Linked DNA regions of Mus musculus: region 2 is linked to region 1. The links are chromatin contacts, called in public Hi-C maps. All regions are on one chromosome and are shown on one strand. The core of a region is the stretch at or near the end of the contact, and the rest is flanking DNA. Distances in the headings are between cores, read along the strand shown.

Evidence for each region. A called contact is a pair of places that touch in the nucleus more often than the background predicts.
Region 2: a Hi-C map of bone marrow-derived macrophages shows a contact between it and region 1, with 24 read pairs. The contact joins two enhancer-like sites. A contact is called at or near these places in 9 of 39 promoter capture datasets (the C10 cell line, the HPC-7 cell line, cranial neural crest and 4 more), 1 of 15 datasets of contacts at CTCF or cohesin (the NIH/3T3 cell line), 4 of 484 Hi-C or Micro-C datasets (bone marrow-derived macrophages, liver, myeloid progenitors and 1 more), 2 of 115 datasets of contacts at active chromatin or transcription factors (embryonic stem cells and extraembryonic endoderm stem cells) and 3 of 9 other capture datasets (adipose tissue, liver and pancreatic islet).

What each region holds. Positions count from the first base shown.
Region 1 is chr17:74,568,343-74,572,795 of GRCm38.p6, reverse strand. The region is part of intron 7 of Birc6 (baculoviral IAP repeat-containing 6); the gene reads right to left. Among named protein-coding and RNA genes, the nearest start is that of Birc6, 42 kb to the right of the region's middle. Within about 2 kb of position 2,250, at least 11 of the 459 cell types and tissues checked have an H3K27ac peak or open chromatin away from gene starts, as enhancers often do. A contact at or near this core is called in bone marrow-derived macrophages, where this site is marked.
Region 2 is chr17:74,640,887-74,645,339 of GRCm38.p6, reverse strand. Birc6 (baculoviral IAP repeat-containing 6) reads right to left here. Exons shown (of 73, transcript NM_007566.3): 46 at 3,532-3,707; 47 at 2,983-3,079; 48 at 2,654-2,848; 49 at 1,845-2,045. Among named protein-coding and RNA genes, the nearest start is that of Ttc27, 75 kb to the left of the region's middle. Within about 2 kb of position 2,194, at least 13 of the 459 cell types and tissues checked have an H3K27ac peak or open chromatin away from gene starts, as enhancers often do. A contact at or near this core is called in bone marrow-derived macrophages, where this site is marked.

The DNA of each region.
Region 1 (4,453 bases), core at 1,001-3,500:
ACATTATGTGTGTATGTAATGTATTATAAACGTATTTACACCAACATTCACTTTTATTGTGTTTATGGGTGTTCATTCAGGGAGACATTGAGGGTTAAGAGTCACAGTTCAGAAGACAGGAGTAAAGACAATGATCTATCCTTTGCCCTTCATTCAGGTGGCCAAGAAACTGCCAGCTCCCATCTTTGCATCAACCTTTACCCATTCTCGCAGATGTAACAGTCAAGCTCTGCACTTTACTCACCAACAGATCACCAGTATTTTAAAATTTTGATACTCTCGTTACAAAACTAAAAGATGTATTTTATTAAAAAAAAAAAAAGAAAGAAAGAAAGAAAGAAAAGCAATTCTCCCAGGCAGTGGTGATGCATGCCATTAATCCCAGCACTTGGGAGGCAGAGACAGGCAGATTTCTGAGTTCGGGGCCACCCCGATCCACAGAGTTAGTTCCAGGACAGCCAAGGCTATGCAGAGAAAGAAACCCTGTCTTGAAAACAAACAAACAAAAAAAAAGGCAAGTCTCATTTTCCAGAATAATATACTGTACTAAAAGTCACAATGCTTATATACTAATGCTGTTTTACATATAAATGGCAATCTCTACTTAAGACTTCGGCCAGACTATCAAGCCTGCACCTATCTTTCCTGCTACTAGAAAGGCTGAGGCAAAAGGACATTTGCTCAAACTTCCAGGGCATCTGGGGGGCCTTGTCTCTAAACTACACCAACCTTTCTTGGAAAAAAGAAAAAGAAGAAGAAAGTAGAAGAAAGAAGAAAGAGGAAGAGGAGGAGGAGCAGGAGGAGAAGAAGGAGGAGCAGGAGGAGGAGGAGGAGGAGAAGGAGAAGGAGGAGGAGGAGGAGAAGGAGGAGGAGCAGGAGGAGAAGGAGAAGGAGCAGGAGGAGAAGGAGGAGGAGAAGGAGAAGAAGGAGGAGGAGCAGGAGGAGGAGCAGGAGGAGAAGGAGAAGGAGAAGGAGCAGGAGGAGGAGCAGGAGGAGGAGAAGGAGGAGGAGAAGAAGGAGAAGCAGGAGGAGAAGGAGGAGGAGGAGGAGGAGGAGGAGAAGGAGAAGCAGGAGGAGAAGGAGGAGGAGGAGGAGAAGGAGGAGGAGGAGGAGGAGGAGGAGAAGCAGGAGGAGAAGGAGAAGGAGGAGGAGAAGGAGGAGGAGGAGGAGAAGGAGGAGGAGGAGCAGGAGCAGGAGGAGGAGGAGCAGGAGGAGGAGGAGCAGGAGGAGGAGGAGGAGGAGCAGGAGGAGGAGGAGGAGGAGGAGCAGGAGGAGGAGAAGGAGAAGGAGCAGGAGGAGGAGAAGGAGGAGGAGGAGCAGGAGCAGGAGGAGGAGGAGAAGGAGAAGGAGCAGGAGGAGGAGAAGGAGAAGGAGAAGAAGGAGAAGGAGCAGGAGGAGGAGAAGGAGGAGGAGAAGGAGGAGGAGAAGAAGCAGGATGAGAAGGAGAAGGAGGAGGAGAAGGAGGAGGAGGAGGAGAAGGAGGAGGAGGAGAAGGAGGAGGAGGAGAAGGAAGAGGAGGAGGAGCAGGAGGAGGAGGAGAAGGAGAAGCAGGAGGAGCAGGAGGAGGAGAAGGAGGAGGAGCAGGAGCAGGAGGAGCAGGAGGAGGAGGAGGAGCAGGAGGAGGAGGAGGAGGAGCAGGAGGAGGAGGAGGAGAAGGAGGAGGAGGAGGAGGAGCAGGAGGAGGAGGAGGAGAAGGAGGAGGAGGAGGAGGAGAAGGAGGAGGAGAAGGAGGAGGAGGAGGAGGAGGAGAAGGAGGAGGAGGAGCAGGAGGAGGAGGAGGAGCAGGAGGAGGAGGAGGAGGAGGAGGAGATGGAGAAGGAGATGGAGATGGAGAAGGAGAAGGAGAAGGAGATGGAGATGGAGATGGAGAAGAGGAGGAGGAGCATAATACAGCATTCCAAGGCAATGTCTACAACTGTTTACTAAGACAATGCTGACAAAGGTTCTGTGCCTTAAGTTTTTTGTAAATGGTATTAACAGACAGATGCAGTCAGCTCTGAGTCACAGATTAGCTTATTATTATTGCTCAGTACTGAGCTTCCTGAATATTGGGCAATTGCTCTCCCACTGAGCAGTATCACCAGAAACCAACCCCAACTCACTACAATTTAAAATAATAAAAAGGATGTAAAACAAGCATAAGATCACCTGCTAAGAGCTTCAAGTATTCAAATCCGAATCAGAAGTTTAAAAAAAAAAAAAAAAAACTCTTCCAAAAAAAAAAAAAATACTGCACTTGGGAGCTAGGATAAGCAAATTCAAAACAGGAACAGAACACATTAGGTTTCAACTACAGAAGAACTTTAGTATTAACCAATTACCACCCAGGCATACTGAGATAAAACATAAAATACAGTTTTTATAAGGAAAGAATTCAATGGTCTTGACATTACAGATCTAATTGGTCTACAAAAACATAATGATCTATTTCTAAAATACTTTATGATAAAAATTATAATGCATATAAATTGATCCAACATTTGCTTTAAAAAAAGAACACTCCCATAACTAGATAGCATGAATACAGGTTGTTGGGGATTGGTTCTAAGGCTTTGAATTAATCGGCCCCCAAAATTGGGAATCTGTGTGTCCAAATGCTGAAGGTCCTTGTCCACAATTGGATTTTGATCAATCAATAAAGAGCCAAAGGCCAATAGCAGGGCAGGTAGACTGAGACAGGACCTTTAGATTCGTGCGCGTTGGAGACTGGGAGAGAGAAAGGGGGGATTGCCATGTCGGAGGGCAGAAGGAAGGGGGAGCGGGGTGGGGGTAGGGGAGCCAGATCAGATTTAGAGCTACAGAAGAAAATTCATCCAAAATGTAGGTGGTAAGGGCAATAGTCCTATGGGAGGGGCTGCCCAGAAGGTAACAGGGCAGCAGAGATGAAACATAGATTTAGAAGGTGTTGGAGCCAGGGTACTGGAGGGAAATGTATGCTAGCCAGGTCAAGGCATACTAAAATTAACTGTTGCATGTGCGTGTGCGTGTGCATGTCTGTCTGTCTGTCTGTCTGTCTTTCATTCGCAAACCCAGAGAGCTTCTGAGCGGTACAGGAGAGCACCAGGAGTCAAAGCAATTTAGCCAAATAACTGCTTCAACGGGTTCTCTATGTTCTCTTTCATTCTCATTCCTGCCTTTGCCAATTCTTCTACAATAAACATATTTATGCCCATACTATTCAGCTTTTAGGTGACAAAAATATTTTAAAAAGTAACAATCATACAAGATAAATTATAGGCAAGTTACAAATCATACAAGATAAATTACAGGCAAGTTACAAAACTTAGTTAATACTACCTTTGTTTTAAAGCTAATAAAATATCATTAATTTTATCAATGCCATAGTGTCCTCAAAAATGAAATTCAGAACATCTTTGTCAACTCAGCAAAATACACAAAGCCAGGCAGTGTAGTAAATGTCTTATCTCAGCACTTGAGGTCAGAGGTAAGATCAAGAGTTCAAAGTCAATGTAGGATAGATACTCGAGAGCCTGTCTCAAAAAAGAAATATATATAACAAGTATAGCATCTAGAGAAACATGTTACTTTATTTAAATTAAGTATGCTATCAAATACTCACTGAGTACATTGAGAATTGTGTCAATGCTTTGAGTCAAAATGGGAAACTACAACAGCCTAATCCAAGCAGGATGACAAAGGACGCAGACACATCAGGAATAAAGGTATGGGTCAATCCTCCAGGAAAAGAGCCAAGACCTGCTGAGGTGCTGGCTGAAGGTGAAGGAAGTACAGAATGGGTAGTAGAGGAAGGTAGTTATAAATACCAATTAAGGCCACGTAACCAGTTGCAGAAACGAGGATTCTAAGTAATATGAATGCCCATTGTAAATTTACAAATGCGTTTGCGATTGTACGAGGGATAGTTATATCATGTTAGGCATATTCACAACCTTGTTATTGTTTCATGTGAACATGAGATATTATTTGTGTCAAGTTGACAAGGGGTGGATTGTAGTGGCTATTCCTGGTTGAGTCAAAATGAGTCAAAAGTAATTCCTAAACAAGTTATACTGTAATAACTTTAAACCCAGCTTTTAATCTCAAATTATGTTGTTCCTAAAGTTAATGAAACCCACATTTGATATGTGAAGATTAAACATATTGCATCTTGTGCCACACAAAGTCAGAAGTGTTTCTATTTACTGGTAATCCACAGGACTCCCATTGCCTCTGGAAGGAGAGTAACCAGAAGTCAAGCAAAAGGGGCAGAGCACCAAGGCTGGACTTTGTTCTGGGTTTTCTTTTGCTTTAAAAGAGCGTATCAACCCATTCTCCTGATTAAGCTCCCCCGTGCTAGGTTCATGTAGTCACCATAATGCTGGCTGCTTCTTTGCCCCTCAGGCCCTTCCCACCTTTCTGGGAGGAGAATGAGTCTGGGAATTAAACCCAGGATTTTCCTTTGCTCCTGCTGGTCAAGTAGTCTACAAGCGAG
Region 2 (4,453 bases), core at 945-3,444, 73 kb before region 1:
ACACTAGGTTTCTCTAGCTGTCTACTCACAAGATACCCATGCAGATACTCAACTGTAAATCCTCCTGCTGAAGACTAAGTAGATAGGAAGGTAGGCCTATGCTACCCTGTCAAGCAGTACTTTGTCTTTTAAAATAGTTTATGGCCTGCTAAAGTAAGGTTTTAGTATATGTTATTCTTTTTTTTTTTTTTTTAAAGATTTATTTATTTATTTATTACATGTAAGTACACTGTAGCTATCCTCAGATACTCCAGAAGAGGGAGTCAGATCTCATTATGGATGGTTGCTGGGATTTGAACTTCGGACCTTCGGAAGAGCAGTCGGGTGCTCTTACCCACTGAGCCATCTCACCAGCCCGTTATTCTTTTTTTTTTAATTAGATATTTTCTTTATTTACATTTCAAATGTTATCCCCTTTCCTAGTTTCCCCTCCGAAAATCCCCTATCCCCTCCCCACTCTCCCTGCTCCCCAACCCACCCACTCTCATTCCTGGTCCTAGCAGTCCCCTATACTGGGGCATAGAACCTTCACAGGACCAAGGGCCTCTTCTCCCATTGATGACCGACTAGGCCATCCTCTGCTACATATACAGCTAGAGCCACAAGTCTCACCATGTGTTTTCTTTGATTGGTGGTTTAGTCCCAAGGAGCTCTGGAGATATTGGTTAGTTCATATTAAATTTCCTCCTATAGGGCTGCAAACCCCTTCAGCTCCTTTGGTATGTTCTCTAGCTCCTCCATTGGGGACCCGGTACTCTGTCCAATGGATGGCTGTAAGCATCCACTTCTGTATTTGTCAGGCACTGGCAGAGCCTCTCAGGAGACAGCTATATCAGGCTTCTGTCAGCAAGCTCCTGTTGGTATCTGCCATAGTGTCTGGGTTTAGTGGTTGTTTATGGGATGGATCCCCAAGTGGGGCAGTCTCTGGATGGTCGTTCCTTCAGTCTCTGCTCCAAACTTTGTCACTGTAACTCCTTCCATGGGTATTGTGTTCCCCCTTCTAGGAAGGATTCTGAGCTAATATCCACTTATCAGTGAGTGCATATCATGTGTGTTCTTTTGTGATTGGTTACCTCACTCAGGATGATATCCACCAGATTCATCCATTTGTCTAAGAATTTCATAATTCATTGTTTTTAATTGCTGTGTAGTACTCCATTGTGTAAATGTACCACATTTTCTGTATCTATTCCTCTGTTGAGGGACATCTGGGTATGTTACTATTTTTGTTTTATTTCATCTGGAAACACAGGCTGGCCTCAAGTTCAAAACTGTCCTCCCTCATGTTCCCATGACATGAAATTACAGGGACATGACATTATGTCTGACGTTCACCTTATATTATTTGGATGAGATTAGGTAATAGTTTGAATATAACTAGATTATAGTCTACCTTAAAAATAAAAATATTCTTCCAAACATACTAAAAATCTATGAAATCTCCCAAGGTTTTCAATTGAATAACATTGAACACAAATGAATGTGACCATCTCAATATAAACTGTGAGTATGCTGAAAGAAGCTAAGTGACTTTAAATGGAAAAATATTATCAAGCATTGTTACTGAATATTCTACAAAAAAAATCTGTCTCTACTTAATCTGGAACTGATTTTCCAAGTATTTTAAGGAATTTACCTTAAAATGTTCTGATAAAATATATTCAATTAAGAACCAAGTGAATTATACAGAAGGGGGGGGTGGAGGAGGGGAGGGAGGGAGGGAGCCCACAGCGATTAAACACATGTACCCATGACCTAACACCAAAGGTGAGCACAGGAGGGCTTGCTGAGAGCACTTCCGGTCTTCCCTGCCTGTCACTCGCAGCACTCCTCACAGTACGCACTTGCGAGAGATGCGAGGTGAGGTTGAATGTGTATCTCCTTCAGCAGCACTGCTGACGGAAGGTGGATGGTAAGGTCACACCAGGCTTCCTCAGGCAGAAAGATGTAGGACCAAGCAGCAGAACGAGCTCTTCGATGGGGCGGTGTGGCTTGCAGGAGCACCTCAGCTGGCTGGGCAGTAGGACTACTAGAAGTGATGGTACCTACAAGGAAACAGTGGGAAACAGCATGCAAACGTGTGAAAAGGATGCAGGAGAACACGAGAAATACTCAGATGATACCATATGAAGCTATAACAACCAGCAGAAAATAAACATCTGCTGGAATAGCTACACTGTCAGTCACCAAGCATGATGATCAACAGTAGTCCCAAAATAGCCAGTCAACTATTAGTCAGAGGACAAGTGACCATTAGTGAGCACATGTCTAGGGTAATTTTTAAATTAAGTAGAAAACTCTTGAGGACTATAATTTCTTTAACCATGAAAATAATGGTCTTTATTTCTCAGATGTTCATGAAACAACAATAAGAAAAGCATGAAAGAAATGCAGTATGAAGGAATAAACACCTAAATTAAAAATGTAAAACATATCAATGTTTAAGTCCTTTTAAGGTGATTAACATTTGAAGAGAGAACTGACCTAAAAATGTTGTACTTAGTAGAATGTTTTGGACCCAACAGCCTATAAAAGGAATTTTTTTATTTAAAATTGTACTAATCTAGTTTCAACTTGTGTCCACAACTAATTTTGCTTCACCTCATCAGAACACAGAGCTGAGTCATAGTAAGAGGCATAACCACTATCTTACCAAGTGGTGCAAAGTTATGGATTCCTTCTGCATTGTCAGGCTCAGAGGCCAGGATCCTTGTTTTCAAAGTGCTGTCAACAGCTTTATTTGGTCCAGAATCAAGAAATTTCATAATAGTTGATACCATACTTCTTGCAGTGTTCACAATAGCCCTTGTACTGGTAACCATATTATTGCATATGAGCTGAACTCCACCTAAATTCACAAAGAATACTAAATGAAAAGAATCCTAGAAACAAGTGAAGATTCAGAGTACAAAAATGACCATGCCACAATGTTAGCTGAAAGGACCATGCTAGAATGACAGCATAGGAGATTTTTTTTCTTACCCATATCATGGAAAGCTTTCAATGCATCACTAGTATCCAACACTCTCAAGATAAACCACAACAATGGCTCAGATAACTGGCAAGTAGCAAGAGAGCCCTAAAAAGTAAACACACAACATGATTTTCTAAGTCCCTGTGAATCTGGACAACTCGATTTCTTAATATGATCGAAATGACACTATAGGAATGACCAAGGAATTAATGAAAACATTGTATTAGAATGAAAATTTACCCTCACACCCTTTAGAATTTTGTTGTCCATGTTTAGTAGTTCTGTGTCATATCTCAGGAAACAACCTGCTAGTTAAAGATGCTATCTCAGGGAAAGGAGTAGTGAGCCTTTCCAGAATATAAATATTGACTTTATCTCTGTAGTCATTTTTCAAAAGACCATATCATGAAATTTTATTCTTCAATTTCTATTAAAAGTAAAATCTAAGAGTTACTTTGCCCATGAACATGGATACTGTTCATCTGTCTGATGTAATTCTCTGCTTGCATTACCATCAAACTGTTAAATTACTGCAGCAGCTGCTGGACTGAACGTACTTGTCTGCCCATGTATCCACAGGCCATGTAGGTCAAGATTGGCTGCAACATCATGTGGACTGTAGAGGCTTTCTTACTAAGTGTTGTCAATATGGTAAATAATCCATCTCCAACTGATATGGCATCTAACCCACCATGGAAGTTCTCATGTTTGGTGAGATGTAAGCCACTTGCACCTAGTTTAATAGAAGATTATACATTTTGTAAAATACATACATAAAAACAAATAAAATTATAACAATTAAAAAAAACCAATTTTTCAAAAAACATTAAAGGATAGGTACATAAGTCTCTTCACTTTCTCACAAACAGAAACATAGACACATGTGCTCACATACACGTTCATGCATATGCATACACACAAACACACACAGACAGACAGACAGACAGACTCCTATAAAGATTTAAGTATTTGTAGAGGTATCCAATAAAGTACTGGGTGTACTGTCTTACATGAGACCTCCCACTGCGGGCTAATATAAAAATGGTCCTATTATATGACTAAGGACATAACTTTAAATGACATCACTGAATCAAGAAGAAAATAAAGGGATTAAGAGCACTGTCTCCTCTTCCAGAGGACCCACTTTTGATTAACAGCACTTTCAGGGTAAGTACCTCACTGTCTATAACTGCAGTCCCAGGGGGATTTGGAGCCTTCTTCTAGTCCCCTGGGAGCACAGCATGCAGGTGATGTAAACATAGAGCCAAGTAAACTATATACTCATGAAATAAAATTGGAGGTGGGAGAAGGGGAAGAGTATTAGTGGGCAGAAAATGTTTCAGACATAAAGTGCCTTACATTATGTTAAAGCCCTTTAAAATTTTTATTTTCCAATGGTAGAAAAGTTAAACACTGACATGTAAAAGTGTAATGGCACATGTATCATAAAAGCATGCAGGAATGGGGTACATTTTGCTG